Linked DNA regions of Gossypium hirsutum: all the other regions are linked to region 1. Evidence: chromatin contacts called from public Hi-C data. All regions are on one chromosome and are shown on one strand. The core of a region is the stretch at or near the end of the contact, and the rest is flanking DNA. Distances in the headings are between cores, read along the strand shown. Region 1 holds the start of LOC107918055. Region 2 holds the start of LOC107918031. Region 3 holds the start of LOC121212509 (protein MIZU-KUSSEI 1).

What was found. A called contact is a pair of places that touch in the nucleus more often than the background predicts.
Region 2: a Hi-C map of leaf shows a contact between it and region 1, with 3 times the contacts expected there. The contact joins the promoter of LOC107918031 here to the promoter of LOC107918055 in region 1. A contact is called at or near these places in 13 of 34 Hi-C or Micro-C datasets (anther, callus, hypocotyl and 2 more).
Region 3: a Hi-C map of leaf shows a contact between it and region 1, with 4 times the contacts expected there. The contact joins the promoter of LOC121212509 here to the promoter of LOC107918055 in region 1. A contact is called at or near these places in 19 of 34 Hi-C or Micro-C datasets (anther, callus, cotyledon and 4 more).

The regions. Positions count from the first base shown.
Region 1 is chrA01:26,634,360-26,638,155 of Gossypium_hirsutum_v2.1, reverse strand. LOC107918055 reads left to right here and starts at 2,114. Exons shown (of 11, transcript XM_016847555.2): 1 at 2,114-2,964; 2 at 3,089-3,796. The coding sequence starts at 2,203. LOC121224376 reads left to right here. Exons shown (of 2, transcript XM_041107641.1): 2 at 228-361. The coding sequence ends at 296. LOC107918053 (a long non-coding RNA gene) reads right to left here and starts at 396. Exons shown (of 6, transcript XR_005922017.1): 1 at 228-396.
Region 2 is chrA01:26,390,151-26,393,946 of Gossypium_hirsutum_v2.1, reverse strand. LOC107918031 reads right to left here and starts at 1,864. Exons shown (of 3, transcript XM_016847524.2): 1 at 1,525-1,864; 2 at 1,124-1,438; 3 at 87-903. The coding sequence starts at 1,629. The coding sequence ends at 157.
Region 3 is chrA01:26,433,341-26,437,136 of Gossypium_hirsutum_v2.1, reverse strand. LOC121212509 (protein MIZU-KUSSEI 1) reads left to right here and starts at 2,049. Exons shown (of 2, transcript XM_041085549.1): 1 at 2,049-3,005; 2 at 3,620-3,796. The coding sequence starts at 2,316. The coding sequence ends at 3,652.

The DNA of each region.
Region 1 (3,796 bases), core at 865-3,364:
TTTTATTGGGTTTTCGTGAATTACAAATCAGAGGGGATTCAATAACAGTAATCAGGAAGTGTCAAACAACAGAAACAGACAAATCAGTCATAGAAGTAATTATTCGAGATATTCAGAAGAGGTGCATTCATTTTCAAACAATAGAGTTCAAGCATATCCCCCGATCAGATAATATACGTGCCCATCAGATTGCAAAAGAAGCTTTAGAGAGCGGAGTCACCTCTTACCTGGTACAAGGAGAACCGAATTTGCATGACTCGCCTTCGGAAGGTCGTTGGGCAAGAGATCCAGACTAGAAGACGATGATGAGGAATGGAAGAGTTATGAAGATAGCAATGAATGTTTATTTTTTGGGCAAGGCTATCGACTGAAAGGCTGGATAAGACTGAAATAACGATTCGTATAGTAATGTGGAGTACAGCTGTTGTTGAAATGACTGGGGTAGAGTAGGCTGCTTTTTCTAGATTCATCTATTAGGTTGTCGGTTTATATTTCTTTAGCTGTTTCATTTTTGTTTTTAGGAAACTTGCCTGTTCAGCTTTGCTCCGGATAGGGCTTTTATTTTCTTTGTTTCTTAGGCAGGTCCGTGGCCCATTTTTTCTGTTCATTATATATATAAAAGCCCAGTCGTCTCTATTTCAAAATATATATATAGTTGTATACTTGTAGTGTCTTTGGTGGATTCTTATGCTTTTTCTTTTAATGTGTTGATTTTTTATTTTCTCAAATTTTCTTAAAGCAGAATTGCAAAATTTGTCCCTAAGTTTTTTCTTTTCTTTTTCATTGTTATTTAATTTTTTCTTTTTCTGAATGTCGCCCATATTATTGAAATTTTTGTCAAAAAAATTCAATTTTAATTAACAACTTTGTTAACTAGCATGACGTCTTATTTGATGATTTTACTAATGCCATTACTGATGTAATGTGACACCTCATTTGATAACTTTATTGATGCGGCATGACATATCATTTATCATATAGTGTTTTGGATTAAAATTATAAAAATTAAGTATTTAAAATTTTATAAAAATATAAAAAATTATAAAAAATGTAAATAATTTATTGAAAAATTTGAGTCAAAACGTGATATTCTTTATGCATTGATCATCATTGATAACAATGGGTCCCCTCAATTGATTAAGAATGCATAGGAGGCGATGCCAGAGGCCACACTTTAATTATGGAATTGAGTTTGTTTGATGGGTCTTGAGGCAGTTCATGCTCTAGTGCCATTGATAGTTAAGGATGCAAGTGTAGGGATCGTGGAGGATGTATGACGATGTTGATGCAAATTGCAAGGCGTGAAGAGCGAGATATTTTAGTAGATGTATCGTTTTTCTATTAGAATTGGTGTGTATTGATAACGTTATATTTCAATGTATTATTTTAAATTTATCAATATTTTTTAAAAAATATTTAATATATATATAAATATTTACAAATATCAAATGATTATATTAAATAAATTTCAATATAAAATATTCATGCACCAATCAGTACATAATGTTTCAGGAAAAGTTTGTATTATTCATTAATATAATGATAAAAAATTATAAATTTTATATTCTTTAATATTATTCATGTATAAGTAAGTGGAACGGTACATATTGATATAAATGGTTGGAACCGACTACATTAGTAAAGAAAGTAAAAAAGTGATGCGGGAACCAAGTGAAGTTAGGGTTTTAGGTGATTTGTTGGATGACAAGATTAGAATTAATGAAAGAGTAAGGAAAAACACGGTGGCAATTTTGTTGAACATGGTTAATTATACGACAAGAAAAGGGACGAAAGAAGTGAAAAAAAGAGAGCTGGTTACTCATTTGAGTAATTTTAGACCCAAGTCAAGTTAATTTTGAGTTGGATTGAAAATAAATTCAGGTTGAAATCATATCGAATTCAGGTGAATTTGAGTTTTGTTGATAAAATCAAGTTAAATTGAGTTTTAAATTCATCATATCGGATTTTTGATTTGTTTGTAGAGAGTATTAAACCCATTTTAATTAGGCCCAAGGTTTAAAATTGAAAGGCCTGGTATTGGAAGGGACAAAAAGGTTGGCATATGCGGCTAGAAAATTCCATTTTTATAGACCGTCCTTACCATCTATATATATAAACAACCATTTTCCTCCCGCCATCCTCTTGAACAGTGGCTTCAACGGAATTTCCCAATCTTTTCCTTTATTTTTTCGAATTAAAATTATGCTTCGTTACTGCTTAAGATCTCGTCGGCGTTGCTATCTTCATTATACGCGACGGTTTTCCTCCTTTTCTCCCAACTCCGTTGAATCCCCTAACAATCTCAAAAACCGGCAACCCGTCCCTTCCCAATCACCGCCGCCGCAAAATTTTCAAACTCAGCTTTCAACTCGCCCTTCTGCAACGGTTTCTCTTTCTCGAAATTCCGTTTTGGCCCTCTCCGCCACTCTCCTCTCCGCTATCGTCGCTTCCGTCGCTGTTTTATCTGCCAATAAAGGCAATGAAGCCTCCGGCGGTAACGGTAACCCTAGCCCTAGGAGAAGTCCTCTTTACGACTCAATCGAGCACACGATGCAAAAATCGAACGAGTCCTTCAGGAGGATCGTCCACCAAGCCAAACAAACCAGCGTTGCCGCCTCTGTTTTGTGGCAATCGTTGAGGTCGGTGATGTCATCCGCAAACCACGAAGTTCGGGCTGGGTTCGAGCTACGCGTGGCGTCTTTGCTTGCGGACATTGCCGCTGCCAATGCGAGCCGCAGAGCGGCGATTGTGAACGCTAGTGGCGGCGCGGTAGTTGATTGGCTCCTGGAGACGGTAGCAGTGGGCAAAGCAGATGTTTGCGGCACTCAGGCTGAGGCGGCGAGGGCATTGGCTTACTTAATTGCGGATCCCGACGTGCGCAAAGACGTGCTTGGAAGACCAGGCGCCGTTTCCTATCTGTTGAGGTTCATTTTTTCATGTCAACCTCAAAATAAATCTAAAAGGGTACGTGTTTATTTCTTTTTGTTATATACTGATTATGAAAATGTAACTTTTTTGCACCCTAATCTTGTTGGTGCTTCTAAGTTTTTTGTTTTACCATTGATAAATAGCTTTTGTGTGGGAGCAGCATTCGGGTCGTAGTTCATTCGATATTTCTGATTCTTTGAAAGGTAGAAGTATGCTTGTGGCTGCTATAATGGATATTGTTACATCCAATTGTGAGTGTGTAGAAAAGGAATCTTTTAAGCCTTGGCTACCGGGAAATGCAGAAATGAGAGATATTGCTGCAGCTGTTCAAGTTATTGAAGAAGGTGACATGCATTTAGACGAGGGAGAGAGAAATGATGATGATGATGATGCTGGAAGAGGGATGAAAGGGATTGGAATTAAAATTCTTGAAGGGACGACTGCTATAGGGCTGTCGAGAACATCTGAGCATATGACATTAGATCATTCAAATGATACCCCTTCAGAATTAGATAGGGATACTCCGAGAACATTTGCATTGATGAATAAGCATGGTAGTTCAGTGGAACAAGCCAATTTGTCAGCTGCTGTTGTTCCTGGTCTTTGGGATGATTTGCATTCTCAGCATGTTGCTGTGCCTTTCGCTACGTGGGCATTAGCCAACTGGGCAATGGCGTCGGAGATCAATAGGTCTCATATTGAAGAATTGGATCGAGACGGAGAGGCTGTCATGTGTGCTTTACTAGCACCTGAGAGATCTGTGAAATGGCATGGTAGCTTGGTGGCTCGGTTGCTATTGGAAGATCATAATCTTCCCTTAAATGACTCTGTCTCTGATTGGGCATCCAGTCTTCTTTCTACTGCTTCA
Region 2 (3,796 bases), core at 615-3,114, 240 kb after region 1:
TGTAAATATTATTTACAAATCCAATCCAAGGTGGGTTCGACATAAGTGACATGCATATGTTACACAAATCAACCGAAGATTCAACAGACAGATAATGGCGTATAGCATTGATCTGTAAATATCACCGAAAACAAAAACATCTTACAAGGTTTTCCACTACCATTTGACACCCAATGTCAGAGCCTCAGGAGGGACAAGAATGGATGGGAACTTTGTAAAAGAAATGTTTGACAATAAATTACTCCATGAGACTGTATCTACACTAACAAAAGGCCGGACCTTCTTTAACGTAAGGGGATTCAATTTGTCTCCTTCAACTCTTGTCATTACATCAAACCATAGTCTCTCAACAGTTGGCTTTGTCCTCCATTCAGCTAACATACTGCGAACACTCTCATTGTTCCCAATTTCCTTTTCCAACTCTAACTGGAAATGAACGATAGGTGATGCTTTAATTTTCACATTAAGAGAACCTAAAAACTGCTTTTCATTGTTTCTATCACCTATAAATGTCCTCAGGATTTTTTGTAACCTGGCTATCCTCAAACTTATAGAATCTATGGGGCAAGGTTGTTTCGTGTAACCATCACTGCCATAACACTTTTCAGGCAGCAGCTCAATAGTATCCTTGGATGGGAAATGAGTTTCAATGTGGGCATCAGGGTTCCGAGTTAGGAAGGCAGCAAGAGACACCGACCCTAAAACATGCACAGGAAGTAAGGACCTACAGAACGAATGCGAGAAGGGCAAATATCCACTACTCTTCTCCTTGACACCATTTTCATTTGCCGGTAAACCGAAATTAAAAGTATGGAAAAGATGGATCTCTTGAGCTCCATTTACTTGTAAAGTGATGCCATGACCAACAAGGACTCGTTTCAGATCAGTATGTGATGTGTTCAGCTGATGACCAAATACCCAAGCTTCAGACTACTACTATTGATAACTATTATTTGCAAAGGTCCAATTAAACACATAATTCAAATCAAACATTGATTAAGATAACTTTAAGCTATCTCTAAAGATTAACTAAGCCCCCCACCCCCCCCCAACAAAAAAAAAAACTCTCCTTTCTATGTAATTGATGAGGAATTAAAATAAAAGGGAAAAAAGAGAAGCATACCGGAAGGAGGAGGGAAGCTTGGTGACCGGGAGAGAGGCGTAACTCGAAGGGACCTTCCATTGTAAAAGGCTCGAGTACGGCCGAGGAATTAATTTCATTGACAAAATCAAGAAAATCGTCGCTATTTCGTCTGGTAAACTTTTTCAAGGAAGAAACTTCGTCGGGAAATTTGAAGAGCATATGAGTTTTTCCAAATCGGATCCGGAACTCGTATCTTTTGCCAGTCCCGAATCTAACCTTACTCAATTCCAGTTTTGAAAAATTAAGCCCTTCCGGTTCCCATTTCTGCTTCAAAGCAATCTTCTCAATTACATCCTGATCCGAAGGGGAAAAAACAAATTTAATGAGTATTAAGAAACTTTAATATCAATTATTTCTATTAATTTGATTTTTTTTCTTACCTGTAGGAGTTGAGGATTGTTTGATTGGAGAGGATTGAAAGCGAAGGATAAGATCTGAGAGAAAAGGAAGAAGAAGAGAAACGAGAAAACACGGCGGCTCATCATCGGTGATGGTTGCCTATGGTGCTGCTTTACCGGAGTTTAGGTTAGTGTGTACCGGATGGTAGACGATCAGATGAGTCACTCACTCACTCAACTCGCTCGCTTTGAACTACGTTTCCGTAACACGTTTCTGGGGTTGAAATTGAAATGACAGTTATGGGCTTGTGGGCCCAATCTGAGTACTAAGTTGGCGCTGATTTCATGGTCACGTACTCACGTTTAATGGGTGGTCTGAAATTGACCGCGTTTCCTATTTCTATTAAGAATTAGATATAAATAATAACTAGTTTTTTTTTAATGCATTATGAATTAGAATTACCACTTATTTGGGTTCAAAAAATAAAAGAATTTAGATAATATATGAAATTCAAAAAATAAATTTGAGAAAATTTTAAATTTTATTTTTTTATATGAGTCAAGCCTTAAACAATATATTTTTGCTGAAGACTAACTCGGCCCGAATATAAATTATGTTATAAAAATATTATATTAATTATATATGTTAAATAATAATTATATATATAATCATTAACCCAATAACAATTAAATCTATTACCTAAAATTTAAAAATATTTACCCAACTAAATAACTCAACCTAAAATATAAAATTTTAAAAATTTATTTAATACAATAAAATATTTATTATATTTATTTGTGTTTTTATAATAATAAAATATTTATTATATTTATTATATTGTTTTCTTATATAAATATTTTTAATGTATTTTTAATGTGTTAGAGAACTTTTATTTTAACATTTTTAGTGCATTAAATGTATTATATTTTTTCAAGAATTATTTTAAAATAAAAACAAATCTAAAAAACCAAATATGGACGGGTTAGGTTCGGTCTAGGTTTATCTTTCTTAACTTGAATTATGTTTGGGCAAAAATGTAAGCTTATTTTTTGGATTGGGCCCGAGCTTAAAAAATTAATCTAAATACTTTGCATGAACTCAATCCGAACTTGACCTATGAACGCCTCTAGCATAAATTAAGAATATGCATTTAATTAAATATATTATATTAATTTATTTAATTATGTTTTTAATAGTTTGCAATATTATAATTTGATAAGAATTTTGTAAATTTAAAGAATAATAATTTAGATAAAATGAAATTATTTTTTAAAGTAATAATTAATGTATTTAATTAGTAATCTAGAAAGCAATGAAATGTTAATTTAATTTAGGGACGAAGTTAGAAAATTTTTTGGGGGTCGAAATTAAATTTTATATTTTATGTTAATAAAAAAATGCAACTTTACAATTTTAATAGTTTATATCTTTATAATTATGAAAGGATTAAATCAAATTTTTATCATTTTTGAGGTCAAAATATAATTTTATCATTACTAATTTAAAATTTTATAAACTATAAAAGAACCTAATTAAAAAATTTTCTATAAAAGAACCTAATTAAAAATTTTTTTATTTTAAGGGTACCAAGGCTTTGCCACTGATTTGAAGCTAGTTTATGAATAATTGGATTCTAATTGGTGTGCTTGATTTTTCGAAATTAAGGTATTATTTATTTTATTTTACGATTTGTGGGAGATTATCCTTTTAAAATTTGTGACTATCTCTTTTAACAAAATTGTTTATAAAGTTCGAATTCGAATTCTCTCGTTAAAAAAGTATATTGTAGCTTTTTTAATTGCACCAAATACTTTTTTTTAAAGTAATTTTTTATTAAATAAATCTTTTAAATATTAATTTCCACCCAACAATTTGTAATCATTTATATAAATTATTTCATGTCTTTTTAATTTAATATTTAAAAATAAACATTTTATATTAATATAAATATTTTTTAGGAAACTAAAAACGAAATCCATTGAATAATGAATTTACATTATGCACGCGTGTCAACAGAGTATATTGTTTGTTACATTTTATAAATATTACCTTTTAATATTATATATACTAATTTTCTTATTCATGCAATGCACGAATTAATTATGTTTATAAAATTGTGAAATATAACATATTTATAATAATAATATAAATATAATTTATGCTTTTAATTATAAGGAAGAAAATTTAAAAGATAAAACTGCTATAATATGTGAATTTATCAAAATCTATATATGTATATATATTATAGGTAAATATGCAAAATTATTTATGAAATAGTTAGAAATTTAAAATATTTTAAAGCATATTATTTAT
Region 3 (3,796 bases), core at 800-3,299, 200 kb after region 1:
TTTAAAAAACTAAACCCTAGCCCTAAAAATGAACAAAGAAAATGCTTCCAACTGAAAACGTTTTCAACTTATGTGGTAGAAAGTGCTTCTAGCTAGAAGTGTTTTATTGCAAATACACTGAAAACGCTTCTAGCTGAACACATTTTTCTACTAATCAACTAAAAACACTTTCAGCTAGAAGCGTTTTCGTAAAATTGATCTAGTCCTATAATTTTTTTTAAAAATAACCTAATCTATTTTTTTTTAATTTCAACATTTATAGGAAATTCAACCCTTTTCTTTTTCTTTGCTTCCCTTTCTTTTTCTTTATAATTATTTATTCAAACTTAAGGTTAGTTGAAAGTGATGAATCATGAACTGGCAGTCAACTACATGGAAGAGTCTATTGACTCAATCTAAAAAACTAGTAGAAATTTTGAACGACGATTTTTTTTATATAATCATAGGTGTTTTCTACTGTTTTATAGCTTAAGCTTAATTCTATTCTAGTTATGATAATATTTAAAAAAATCCTTTCAATAATATTAACTTTAAAATTCAAATTTATTCAAATATTAATAGAAAGTTCTAACTATTTGTTGGTAATTTGAACAAAGGAAAAGTTAGTGTATTTAATGTTGATCAATTGAAGTGATATATAGTTATCAAGAATTTGATTGATTGGGTAATTCTTATTTCCTTTCATGGAAACACAGTTAAATAATTGGACAAAGTGTGATTCTGAGCTTGCATGTTCGTTTGCACTTCAAATTCATCAAACTCAATAAGCAAACTCTTTCTAGTATGGAGCCCAGGTGAGCTGTTAAGGCTTTTAAACTCACACGCCAACTATATCATTTTTATGGAATATGATGTAACCCTTCGTCTAATCAGTCTGGTGAGGGCCACTAACCAAACCCAGATTTAAAACATACCAATCTATAATAAATCTTTGGAAATTTTGTTCAAGTGTTATCATTAAGCTAAGACGGGGAGCAATTTTGAGTGGTCCATCATTAGTTCATCTATTACTTACAGCCAGATTTGATTCATTGTTTTGTTTAGATGAATCCCGGTTTGAAAAGGACCTGTCTTTGTTTTTCACATGGCTGCTGAATCATTAACAGGGCATGTGAGGAGAACTGGAAATTTTACTCTATAAACTACCAGTGATTGATGAGTTTGTTTAGGGTTCAAATTATGAGAAATGTTTTGAGGCAATTGAAAACAACATGATCAAATATTCGAGTTTTTGGTGCTTCCTGAAATGCCTCTATCGAGTGAGACTATGGCCTGTCAGCATTAAAGAAAAGTCGGTCACAAGCATAACCAAAGGTGTTCCTTTTTTTTTTTTTTGCTTTGCCCCATTGTCCATGGATGAAACAGTGGAACATGAGCTGAACCTCAATAATTAGTGAGAATTTGTGATGGGTTTTCTTTTTTTTTTTTAGGAAGCATAAAGTAGATATATCAGAGTCCCATGCTATAAACCCAACATTACAAGAGTCCTTTCTTTCCTCCTTTTGAGAGTGTTTTTCTTAACACAAGATGTGATCCGACCTCCTTTTATCTTATCCTTTTCACCGTCCTCTCTTCACCCTAATTATTTACTATAATTTTGTAGGCATAAGCATATGAGGGTGAAACACAATTATCTTTTTATTTAAAAATTGATGAGTAAACGTGAGTAACTCTAAATATTAAATATTACAATATTAACAACAGAAGTATAAAGATTGAATTTGCAAGAAAGAATTTAGTGAATTATAATATCCTACAAATAGAAACTAGGATCCACTATGAATTTGAGAATATTAAATCTAACTTTGTTTTTTGTTGATGCAATTTCATTGATTAAGAAGTGTTTGTTGGTGGAAGGTATTGAATGGTTGCTTCTACTAATATTTGTTAAATGATTCAACAGTATGAAAGATTACTTAAGTACCAAGCTTATGCTTGTATCTCTTTTTCTACAATAACACACTTGCAACAACTTTAGTGTTTTCACAATTGAAAATATACACAATATAATAAAAATAAATAAATCAAATTAGATTATAACTGGATAATAAATTCATATTAAAATTAAATAACCTTGATTGAAATGTAAAGTTGTTTAAATTTTATCATATATATTTCTAAATTATAAATAAAAGTAACGTCTCTTTCAGGCTTTCTTCGTCTTCTCTTCCCCACCTCAAAGATTCCAAGGATAATGAAAACCAAGTAGACCTCCCCTTGGTCCCCATTTTCTCCCTCTATATTAATTTTATCTTTGTAAATCTACTCACAATAGCCCCCTCCCTTGAATTGAATACTTGCAAAAAAGTCCAACGATGCCACCCATTCACTCCAGTCCATATTTCCAAATGGATAATCCGGCAATACTGTCTTTGCTCCGGCCAACTCCCGGCGAAAAGCACCGGAAACCCACCAGTAGTAGTGGCGGTCTCTTGCGCATGTTCAAGCTTTTCCCCATGCTAACCTCCGGGTGCAAGATGGTAGCACTACTGGGTCGACCCCGGAGGCCAATGCTTAAAGATAGTGCTACAACGGGTACAATTTTCGGGTATCGTAAAGGCCGAGTTTGCTTAGCCATACAAGACGATCCCCACAGCGTGCCCATATTCGTGATTGAACTACCAATGCTAACCAGCTTACTTCAAAAGGAAATGGCGTCTGATATTGTGAGAATAGCGTTGGAGAGTGAAACCAAGACGCATAAGAAGAAAGTGTTGGAGGAGTTCGTGTGGGCAGTGCTCTGCAATGGCAGAAAGATGGGTTATTCTATTAGAAGGAAACAATTGTCGGATGACGAGCTTCATGTCATGCAGCTTTTGCGAGGGGTTTCGATGGGTGCTGGGGTGCTTCCTAGCCCAAACGACAAGGAAACAGTGACGGCCGATGGGGAACTGACGTATATGAGAGCTAGATTTGAGAGAGTGGTGGGATCAAAGGACTCGGAAGCTTTCTATATGATCAATCCAGATGGTGCAGCATCTGGTCCTGAGCTAAGTATTTTCTTTGTAAGATCTAATTAGAATTTCTTTTTGTGTTCATTTAGATACTTGGATATTTTACTTGTGTACCATATCAACTTTTTCCCTTTAATGTTTGTGAATTACATGAATGCCCCAAAAACCAGGCTTCCCTTCTCTCAAAACTGGGACTATGAACATGAAAATGTTCATTCAACATGTTAAATCATGTTTAGAATCTGTCAATTGGTCTGAAGTCACAGGTACTAGCTACCTTAGTTATTGCTTCCTTTAGAATCAAATCAAAATCCAAGTTTCACGAAGTTGCAAAATAATAATAATAATAATAATAATAATAATAATAATATTAAAAAATTAATATGTAGTTTCTCTAATTTTTGTTCTAAAGTAAGTAACTGATATTCAAACTTTTAATTTTTACTGGTGTGACACTAATGATTAATTCGTTGATAACACGTGGCAACCTTTTAGTATGCCACGTGATAAATATAAATTTAAAAAATTATAATTTTTTAAAAGTTAACTTGAATAAATAAATTTTACTGTTTTTTATTAATTTATATATTTTTAAAGATTTTTAAATTTTTTTAATTTATGCTCGTCACATATCATACTAAAAAATTGTTACATTTCACTATCAGATTGGTTACGAGCGTCATGTCAACACAAACTAACGATGTTAGTGCAGAGATTGACACTGCTTCACACCTAACAAGAAGCAAGCTACATCTGAATTAAACTTGGGGATGGAAGCCTTCTTTCGTTTCTTGACGGTGAAGTTAAACCAAGCCCATGAGCTTATTATCCTAGGTCAGAAC